2 separate regions of the Mus musculus genome follow, and region 2 is linked to region 1. A link is a contact called in public HiChIP or PLAC-seq data. All regions are on one chromosome and are shown on one strand. The core of a region is the stretch at or near the end of the contact, and the rest is flanking DNA. Distances in the headings are between cores, read along the strand shown. Region 1 holds the start of Tmem150cos (transmembrane protein 150C, opposite strand). Region 2 has its middle 13 kb from the start of Gm42129.

Region 1 (4,654 bases), core at 321-2,820:
GAGGTGATGATCCCAAAGAAACTGTTTCTAGACACCATAGAACTGATGTCTAGAACACACATGTGAACTCAGAGCCGGTGACAGTGACACAAGGCCTGTGTAGGTTCAAACCAGACAACATCCCAGCCCTGAGGAAGGAGAGCAGACAAAAAGTCCTTCCTACTCCTAACCAGGAAGATACCCATAACTGGTATTTTCTGGGACACACAGCTTCCTCAAATGGAGTGTCATTGGGTATGTCAACAACACAACTGGGCAGATTCCATGTGCTAACACACGTACACACAAACACCCCACGTCCTTTTGTGAGATCTCTGCATACTGGCTGGTTTTGTGTCAACTTGACACAGGCTGGAGTTATCACAGAGAAAGGAACTTCAGGTGGGGAAATGCCTCCATGAGATCCAGCTGTAAAGCATTTTCTCAATTAGTGATCAAGGTGGGAGGGTCCCTTGTGGGTGGTGCCATCCCTGGGCTGGTAGTCTTGGGTTCTATAAGAAAGCAAGCCGAGCAAGCCAGAAGAAGCAAGCCAGTAAGTAACATCCCTCCATGGCCTCTGCATCAGCTCCTGCTTCCTGACCTGCTTGAGTTCCAGTCCTGACTTCCTTTGATGATGAACAGCAGCATGGAAGTGTAAGCTGAATAAACCCTTTCCTCCCCAACTTGCTTCTCGGTCATGATGTTTGTGCAGGAATAGAAACCCTGACTAAGGGGCTGGTAAGATGGCTCAGTGGGTAAGAGCACCCGACTGTTCTTCCGAAGGTCCAGAGTTCAAATCCCAGCAACCACATGGTGGCTCACAGCCATCTGTAACAAGATCTGACGCCCTCTTCTGGAGTGTCTGAAGACAGCTACAGTGTACTTACATATAATAAATAAATCTTTAAAAAAAAAAAAAAAAAAAGAAACCCTGACTAAGACACTGCGTTTTGCCTTACTGGTTTTCTTTTTAGTTTGCTTTGATTTTAGCTTCTTATGAAGAGAGAAATTGGACGTGGGGGTGGGGAAGATCAGGGAGGAGAGAAAGAATATGCTAAAACTTTATTGTACAAAAAATATTTTCTCAGACAAGATGTTTGGCTTTCGATTCCATTCCTGCCATGGAATTCCTAACACCCATAGGACAGAACAGCAGTGTTTTATTCATAATGAACATCTTCTGTTTGTACCAGACTTCATGCTACTGAGGTAACTTTAGGATGAGGCTGCTCACCAGGTGCTTAGACCTCCAGCCTACCTACTTCCGGGAGGTTGGGGGGCAGCTGGGATGGAGAGCCTGGGGTGCACTGAGGGCAAGGGAGCCAGCCCCAGGCCTGCCTTCTTCACCCATGCACCTCTTCCATTTGACTGATCCTGAACTGTATCCGTCACAATAGAATGAGCATTAAAGAACGTGTTCTGCAAGCTATCCACAGCAAGCACGGACGTGTACGTGCACACCCACGAAGAACTGTTAGTGTAAGAAACAAGGAAGTCAGGATTTAGCATAAAACCCCTTTATTCAGTGGCCAGGTCCCAGTGAGTAATGTCAGTATTGGCTGGATGCTGCTGCTGCCGCTGCTGCTGCTGCACACTCTTAAGAACGCAGAGAAGTGTGTCACCGAAAGCTCTTTACTTGGAGTGTGGAGAGTAAAATAAAACCGTTTGTTCTTTGATAAAAATCTTTAAAATAGAAAAGTGAAAAGGAGGAAAGAAGAGAAACCTCATAGCAGTTTCAAAACTAACAGACATCCCCCTGGAGTATTTACGGTAAGACGCCTTTTTTAATAAGAGAATACTCTACTCGAGGCTTTCTCACACCACTGGGGGCTTTTCACTCCCTGCCCTGCCCTGCCCTGTAGTGATGAGTCCTCCCCCTCCTTCTTCACTCTGTCTTCCACTCTGTCGTTTGTCTCTGAATCTCTTTGATGCTCCTCACCTCCACTCAGAAACGAGCAGCAAATCTGTTCATTTGGACATTTACTGTGTGCTCGTGCTCGGCGCTATGCTGGGGGGCGGAGATTTAGCATTTGAACCCTTCCTTGGGAAGCTATACTTCAGGGTGAATTTACAAAACAACGTTTTCCACATTACATTCCGGGCTGTCTGAGCCCCCTAGGAGTTTGGAGAGTTTTTTGAAACAATGTGGGAGGGGGTGCTTGTGACTTGGTTGGGGAGGGGGTGCTTGTGACTTGGTTGGGGAGGGGGTGCTTGTGCACTTGGTTGGGGGAGGGGGTGCTTGTGCACTTGGCACTCTGTTGTTGGCACAGGGATCTAGGATGGCCTTGAACTCCTGCACCTCTGGGCTCATCTCCGAACAGCTTAGCAGTATTGCAGCTCCATTTGTGCCAATGTGATTTGCGGGAGGGCGATGTTTTTAATTTGCTTCTATAACTTCCAAATTTAATTTAAAGTCCCCAGTCCTCAAACTATAAAATTTGAGCAACACACGGATGTTAAAATCTCCCCTGGGTTGGACTAGCAGCAAGAGGGCTAACCTCCTGTCTTTCCTCAGAGCCCTCATACCTTTCACCTCCATGTAGATTTCTTTTGCGATTCTTCGAGAATCTTTTTTTCTTATTATTTCTTCAGATATAAATTAAGCTTGCACGTATACCCCTTTCATACTTGAAGCCAAAACAAGGTTCTTGCCTTTGGTCCACACCTTTGCCCACGAGGCCTACATAGACCCGTGAGAGTGGCACTTCAAAAAGAAAATGCAAACTGGAACTGTGGGTGATGCACTGTGGAAGGAAAAACCAAGCCACGCCCTCTCAGCCGTACCTCGTGCCATTCGCGGCTGACTGTCCCCGGTAGCATTCACGTTTGGAGATCTTCCTCAGGCAGAGTGACTCAAGTCCAAATGCTGGTGGCCGGCTTCTTTCCCGCTCACTCTCTGTAGCATGCTTCTCTCTCTGGATCCACAAAGCCGACCGCTGAACAGTGATGATGTCAGACTGATGGGAAAGCTCTGCCCACGCCTCTCAGGCCACGGCCAGCTTTAGTGCGGGGTGCATGCAGCCAGATGCTCCTAGGTTTCCACTCAAGTTCCCCTCGTGCTCGCCTCAAACCCTTCCAACCTGAAGGCGACTTAGGGAGCTGGCTTGACTCTCACTTTACATTCGGCCGGCCTTACTTTGCAGGAGGAAGATGCCAGGTTGGAACCGGGAAAAGGATGAGAAGCGCAAGGCCTGCTGGGAGGGCGTGGGGGGCGGGGAGGTGGTCATGCACAAGCTTCTGGCTCTGTCGTGCATGTTTTCGGTGTGACAGCGTGTATTTCCATACATGAGGGCTTGTGCTTGTTCAAGAAAGAAGTAACCTGCCCTGAAAAGCTCTTCTGTCAGATATGGCCGTGAGTGTGCATCCGTGTGTGTGTGTGTGTGTGAAAAGCATCGTGAGGTGATGTGTCGAGTCCCGTGAGTGTATCCTCCTGGCCCCTCCCCTGTTGCCACACCCACCGCACCCCCAAGGACAAACTGTTGCTACACCTGATCCGTCTGATATTCAGAAGCTTCTGACAGGCTTTCTGAGAAGCTCAGGAAGTTCTCTTGGTACTCGGAGCACACAATCTCATAGCGGTAGTGCCGGAACTCCACAGCCAGGGTGCCAAAGTACGCCAGGAAGCACATGACCAGGCCCCACTGGACCCTGGCTGCGTACATGTGGATATCTTGGGCCATCAGGATGAAATCTAGGGCACAGGAGTTAAGGAAGGTAATCGGGCATAACCACATTAGTCTTCCCATCACTGGGCAAGCTAACAGCAGCAGGGCTCGCTGAAGCTGATAATTGCATGTGGTATTAGACTGTATTGAGCTGTGTGCCGCGCTGGGCATGCTTCTAGATGTGTTCACAGATGATCTCCTGTAACATCACTGAGAGTCAAGAAATGGAGGCCAAGTGGGGAGCTTGCTGGAAGTCACTCATACAGGCACGAGTTGGTGGATTTACACAATCCACCAATCTTGGCCACCTATCACACCCCCAAGGACAAACTAATGGGCTACACCTGATCGGTCTGATATTCAGAAGAGGGCATTAGGTCTCAGGAACTGGAATTATGAGTGGTTATGCGCCCCACATGCATTCTGGGAACTGAACCCTGGTCCTCTGAAAGATCAACCGTGTTCTTAACCATGGAGCCATCCTCTCAGCTTCCATGGAGCTCATTTAGCACCCACATGGTGGCTCAAAGCCATCTGTAATTCCAGTACTAAATAAAGCACGATGCCCTATTATGACCTCCAAAGGCACCAGGTATAAAGTTGGTTCACATATATTCAAGCATGCACACATGCAGGCAAAGCAGTCATACATGTAAAAATAAACTTAAAATCTAAAAACTTCTGAAAAAAACCCAAAATAATCTCAAAAGACCAATAAAATATTAGATGACAGTCCTTTCCCTAAATGTGTATATACCCATATCAAAGAAATATATATGTGTGTAATACATATAGTGTGTGCACACACATATGACCATGGATATGGAAGTATGGGGGCTGAGCAGAGAGCAAAAGCTCACAGCATGTTTTGGTGAAATACAAACAGTCTAAGAACCAAAAACATTTGTTCAGAAAAATCAGATATGCCCCCTGGATTTATCTGTGGACTTAGACCCGTGCTCTGTCTTTAATGCACAGACCTATCTTCAGGGACTTCCAGAGACTGCAAG
Region 2 (4,470 bases), core at 1,551-4,050, 190 kb after region 1:
TTACCAGTTGGGGCATCTTCTGGATATATGCCCAGGAGAGGTATTGCTGGATCCTCCGGTAGTACTATGTCCAATTTTCTGAGGAACTGCCAGACTGATTTCCAGAGTGGTTGTACAAGCCTGCAATCCCACCAACAATGGAGGAGTGTTCCTCTTTCTCCACATCCACGCCAGCATCTGCTGTCACCTGAATTTTTGATCTTAGCCATTCTGACTGGTGTGAGGTGGAATCTCAGGGTTGTTTTGATTTGCATTTCCCTGATGATTAAGGATGTTGAACATTTTTTCAGGTGCTTCTCTGCCATTCGGTATTCCTCAGGTGAGAATTCTTTGTTCAGTTCTGAGCCCCATTTTTTAATGGGGTTATTTGATTTTCTGAAGTCCACCTTCTTGAGTTCTTTATATATGTTGGATATTAGTCCCCTATCTGATTTAGGATAGGTAAAGATCCTTTCCCAATCTGTTGGTGGTCTTTTTGTCTTCTTGACGTTGTCTTTTGCCTTGCAGAAACTTTGGAGTTTCATTAGGTCCCATTTGTCAATTCTCGATCTTACAGCACAAGCCATTGCTGTTCTGTTCAGGAATTTTTCCCCTGTGCCCATATCTTCAAGGCTTTTCCCCACTTTCTCCTCTATAAGTTTCAGTGTCTCTGGTTTTATGTGAAGTTCCTTGATCCACTTAGATTTGACCTTAGTACAAGGAGATAAGTATGGATCGATTCACATTCTTCTACATGATAACAACCAGTTGTGCCAGCACCAATTGTTGAAAATGCTGTCTTTCTTCCACTGGATGGTTTTAGCTCCCTTGTCAAAGATCAAGTGACCATAGGTGTGTGGGTTCATTTCTGGGTCTTCAATTCTATTCCATTGGTCTACTGGTCTGTCTCTATACCAGTACCATGCAGTTTTTATCACAATTGCTCTGTAGTAAAGCTTTAGATCAGGCATGGTGATTCCACCAGAGGTTCTTTTATCCTTGAGAAGACTTTTTGCTATCCTAGGTTTTTTGTTATTCCAGATGAATTTGCAAATTGCTCCTTCTAATTCGTTGAAGAATTGAGTTGGAATTTTGATGGGGATTGCATTGAATCTGTAGATTGCTTTTGGCAAGATAGCCATTTAGTCTGGTTTAGGCTTGCATAGGTCTTATAGACAGTGTCACAACCACTGTGAGTCCCCGTGTGCAGCTGCCCTGCGTGTTCAGAACACACCGTTTCCTCATAGCCACCCACTGTCTCTGGCCTTACACTGTTATGCCCCCCTTTCCACAACGACCTCTGAGCCGCCTTGGAAGAGGGGGTGAAGTATACATGTCCCATCTAGGGCTGAGCATTCTGCAATCCCTTCTCACCTGAGCTTTGGCTAGGTCTAACTCTCTGTGTTAATTTTCATCTGCAAATAGAAGTGTCTCTGGCAGGGTTGAGAGATGAATTAATGCTCTATCAGATGTACGGATTTCTCTCTTGTAAGGAAGAGAAAGGAAGCAGACTGTTGTTGAAAAAGTCCTTATCTTCCTGAACCGAAAAGTCCCATCTTAAAAGTACTTGCCTGGCATGAAGGCCCTGGGCTCTATGGCCAGGACTACAAAGCAGAGGAGAGATGCTCAATCAGGATTGTCACAACAGTAAGCATTGATGATGGGCACTGCTGGGATACGGGGGGATTTGACTGTGGTCTGTACAGTAGATAGTAGTCATATGATCATTAAAACTCCTAGTTTGTTGTTGTTTTGAGGTATGTAGGGAATGCACTTGTACTTAGACGTGCAGTTTTGAGATGGAAAGGTGGTGAGTGTGTTGTTAACATCCAGATGGCTTAGGAAAAAGTGCTCCTATGCATATCACACACACACACATGCACACACACACAAGCACATGAATACACACGCACACAAACACATGCACACACAAGCACCACATGCATGCACACACGCACACACACAAACACATGCACACATAAGCACCAACACATACAAACACACACAAACTTACACACACACACACATATACCAAATATTCAAAATTCAACCAGAGGTTTAAAGCTGGCAGTCATAGGTAAAGTTATACAGTGGTTCAATACACCTCCCTTGAAATTTTTTTTGAGCTTGACATTTTTAAAAATTAAAACATAATCAAGAAAGAAAAACATATAAAAGAATCGTCCCAGCTCGGCGGTGAGCCCTGTCCTGAGGAGCTCTGCCGTGGGCCGTGTCCTGAGCTCTGTGGTTAGCCCTGCCCTGTGGAACCACACAAAGCACTGAGACTCAGCCCATCACTGAACATCTTCTTGTTTCTGCTCCTGTATGTTTTCATAGCACCAATGACAATCGTGTCAGCTGGTGTGCAGTGCACTGTCTTACACCAGTCCTCTGCCCTAACCAAGGATGGTGTCCCTAACCAAGGTCCCTGGTGAACAACCCTGATCACTTAGAGATTCTTCTCCACACTTGTCACTCCTCATGCCACAAGGGACTCGGGCAAAGGCAGTGTACCTCGGAAGCAGCCCGCTCTGAAGCAGCCCGCCTGGATGAAACTATTCTTCTTCTGCTTTATTTCATGATCAAAACAAATTTCTGCTGGGCATGTTGGCACACTCTGAAGACTAACACGGGATTACCATTTGTTCAAGGCCAACCTGGGCTTCAGTGAGACCCTGCCTCAAAAGAAAACAAGCTGAGTGTTCCTTCGACTCAGGCTGCGTTCCACTGTTGACAAGAGGGAAGGCAGGCTGCACATAGCTCTGAGCTCGCCTCACACAGCTCAGAGCGTGCCTCTTTCCCAGAGATGAAAACAGATCAGTGCTTGGGGTTCCCCTGGCACCCCTGGAAACAGATGTTCGCTCCTGAGCAGACACAGTGTGGCTGTTACATTCTGTAATTCAATTTTTTCTGGTTGCTTAAAAGTCCAAAAGAGCATTCCAGGTGGGCTCAAAACCCAGCCAAAGGGAATTCTGCTTCTATTCATAACTTGTCTGAGCTTCCAGTAAGTAGTGGGAAGGAAACCAGTCCTAACATGTCAACGTATCTGCTGAGACAGGCAGGCTTGGGAGAGGGGAGAGATCGTTTGCGTGAGTGTGCCAGAGTGCACTCTGGGTAAAGGCATCCTTCTGTCAAGAAGTCAAATAGGAAACGGCTCACTGCCCACCTCCTGGGAGTTGTAAGTCACTGGAAATCAATCATCTCAGGGCTCTGCTAGTCCAGCTCATATGCCAACACTGTACGGGATAGCCTGGGAGACCCTTCAGTGCTTCCCCCACCGTTAATACTGAGTCAGCACTAATTCACTTACAGATGATGCTTACAATCTGTAAAACCTGGTCCGGAAAGTCCCCACCGGGGGCCTGGCACAGGTGTCTGCCATCTGGCAGGTACTTCTGAGAGGCTAGCTGCCGGCCGCTGGCACTTGTCTTGATAGGATACTCCACCTACGCCAGGACTTAGAAGCTGGAGGGAGTTTAGAAGCCAATCTTAGTGACTCGAAAGGTGTTTGCTGACAAAATTTAAAGTCTGCAAAGGGGTAAAGAGATGTTGGATCTTATTTAGAGTGTTTAAAGGAAGCCTCACTGTGTAGCCCAAGCTGGCCTCAAACCCACTATGTTGCCCAAGTCGACCTCAAACTTGCAGCCATCCATCTGCCTCGGCTTCCTGGAATTAAAGGTATAAGCCGGCACTCCTGGATGATCCTTTTTAAAAGCATGTTATTGGGAGGGAGCTGTACTTGTTAATGTGTGTGTGTGTGTGTGTGTGTGTGTGTGTGTGATGTACACGCACACGGAGCCAAAGGCTGGCCTTAGGTCTATCACCTCAGTTACTCTCCACCTTTCTGTTTTTGAGGCAGAGTATTTTATTGAATCGAGAGCTCACCAATCCTGCTACTCGGCTGGGCAGTGAACTTCCTGTATACCTGTCCTTCCCTCCCGCCTCTACCCCTGTGCTGGGTTACAGGCATCAGGCATGAGCCACTCCTCTATGTTTTAAAGTGGGTTCTGGGGATTCAAACTTGGGTCCTCATGCTTGTCCAACAGGCACCTTATAAACTGGGCCACTTCCCAGCCCCACAAAAGCATTTTAAAGGTTTGCATTAATGCTGGTTTGGATGGGTAGGGGAAGGACTTACAAACCCTCAGCTCTAGCAGGGGAGCTACTGGCTCCTGATGGCTGCTGGAGGTGGGAGGATCACTTTTCTTTGAGGAGTGGCTACCGATAGATCACCCACGTCTGAGTGGATGACCCCACCCTCAAACGTGTAAAGGCAGTATAAGACTCTGTCTAGCCTTAGTTTATCGGGACTCCCTGAGTGAACGAACAGCTCAGAGCAGGGAATTGATGCAAAAAGAAAGAGGAATTTATTGTTCCAACATGTTGGGGTCGCCCTGCACATGGAGAGAGAGAGAGAGAAAAAGACCACACACAGCCCATCCAGTGAGCCTTTATACAGTTCTCAAGGCAGCAGCCACTGGGTACAATGTG

What was found. HiChIP or PLAC-seq counts read pairs in DNA pulled down with a chosen protein or histone mark.
Region 2: a contact with region 1 is called in an H3K4me3 HiChIP or PLAC-seq map of embryonic basal ganglia, with 4 times the contacts expected there. The contact joins the enhancer-like site here to the promoter of Tmem150cos in region 1. A contact is called at or near these places in 7 of 39 promoter capture datasets (the 3T3-L1 cell line, the HPC-7 cell line, cranial neural crest and 2 more), 4 of 484 Hi-C or Micro-C datasets (epidermal suprabasal cells, hematopoietic stem and progenitor cells, neural stem cells and 1 more), 11 of 115 datasets of contacts at active chromatin or transcription factors (craniofacial prominence, double positive thymocytes, embryonic basal ganglia and 7 more) and 1 of 9 other capture datasets (adipose tissue).

Annotation. Positions count from the first base shown.
Region 1 is chr5:100,076,392-100,081,045 of GRCm38.p6, forward strand. Tmem150cos (transmembrane protein 150C, opposite strand) reads left to right here and starts at 1,571. Exons shown (of 5, transcript NR_045993.1): 1 at 1,571-1,749. Tmem150c (transmembrane protein 150C) reads right to left here. Exons shown (of 8, transcript NM_001382851.1): 8 at 1,481-3,670. The coding sequence ends at 3,462.
Region 2 is chr5:100,264,066-100,268,535 of GRCm38.p6, forward strand. It overlaps the pseudogene Gm8091. Among named protein-coding and RNA genes, the nearest start is that of Gm42129, 13 kb to the right of the region's middle. Within about 2 kb of position 2,801, at least 23 of the 459 cell types and tissues checked have an H3K27ac peak or open chromatin away from gene starts, as enhancers often do.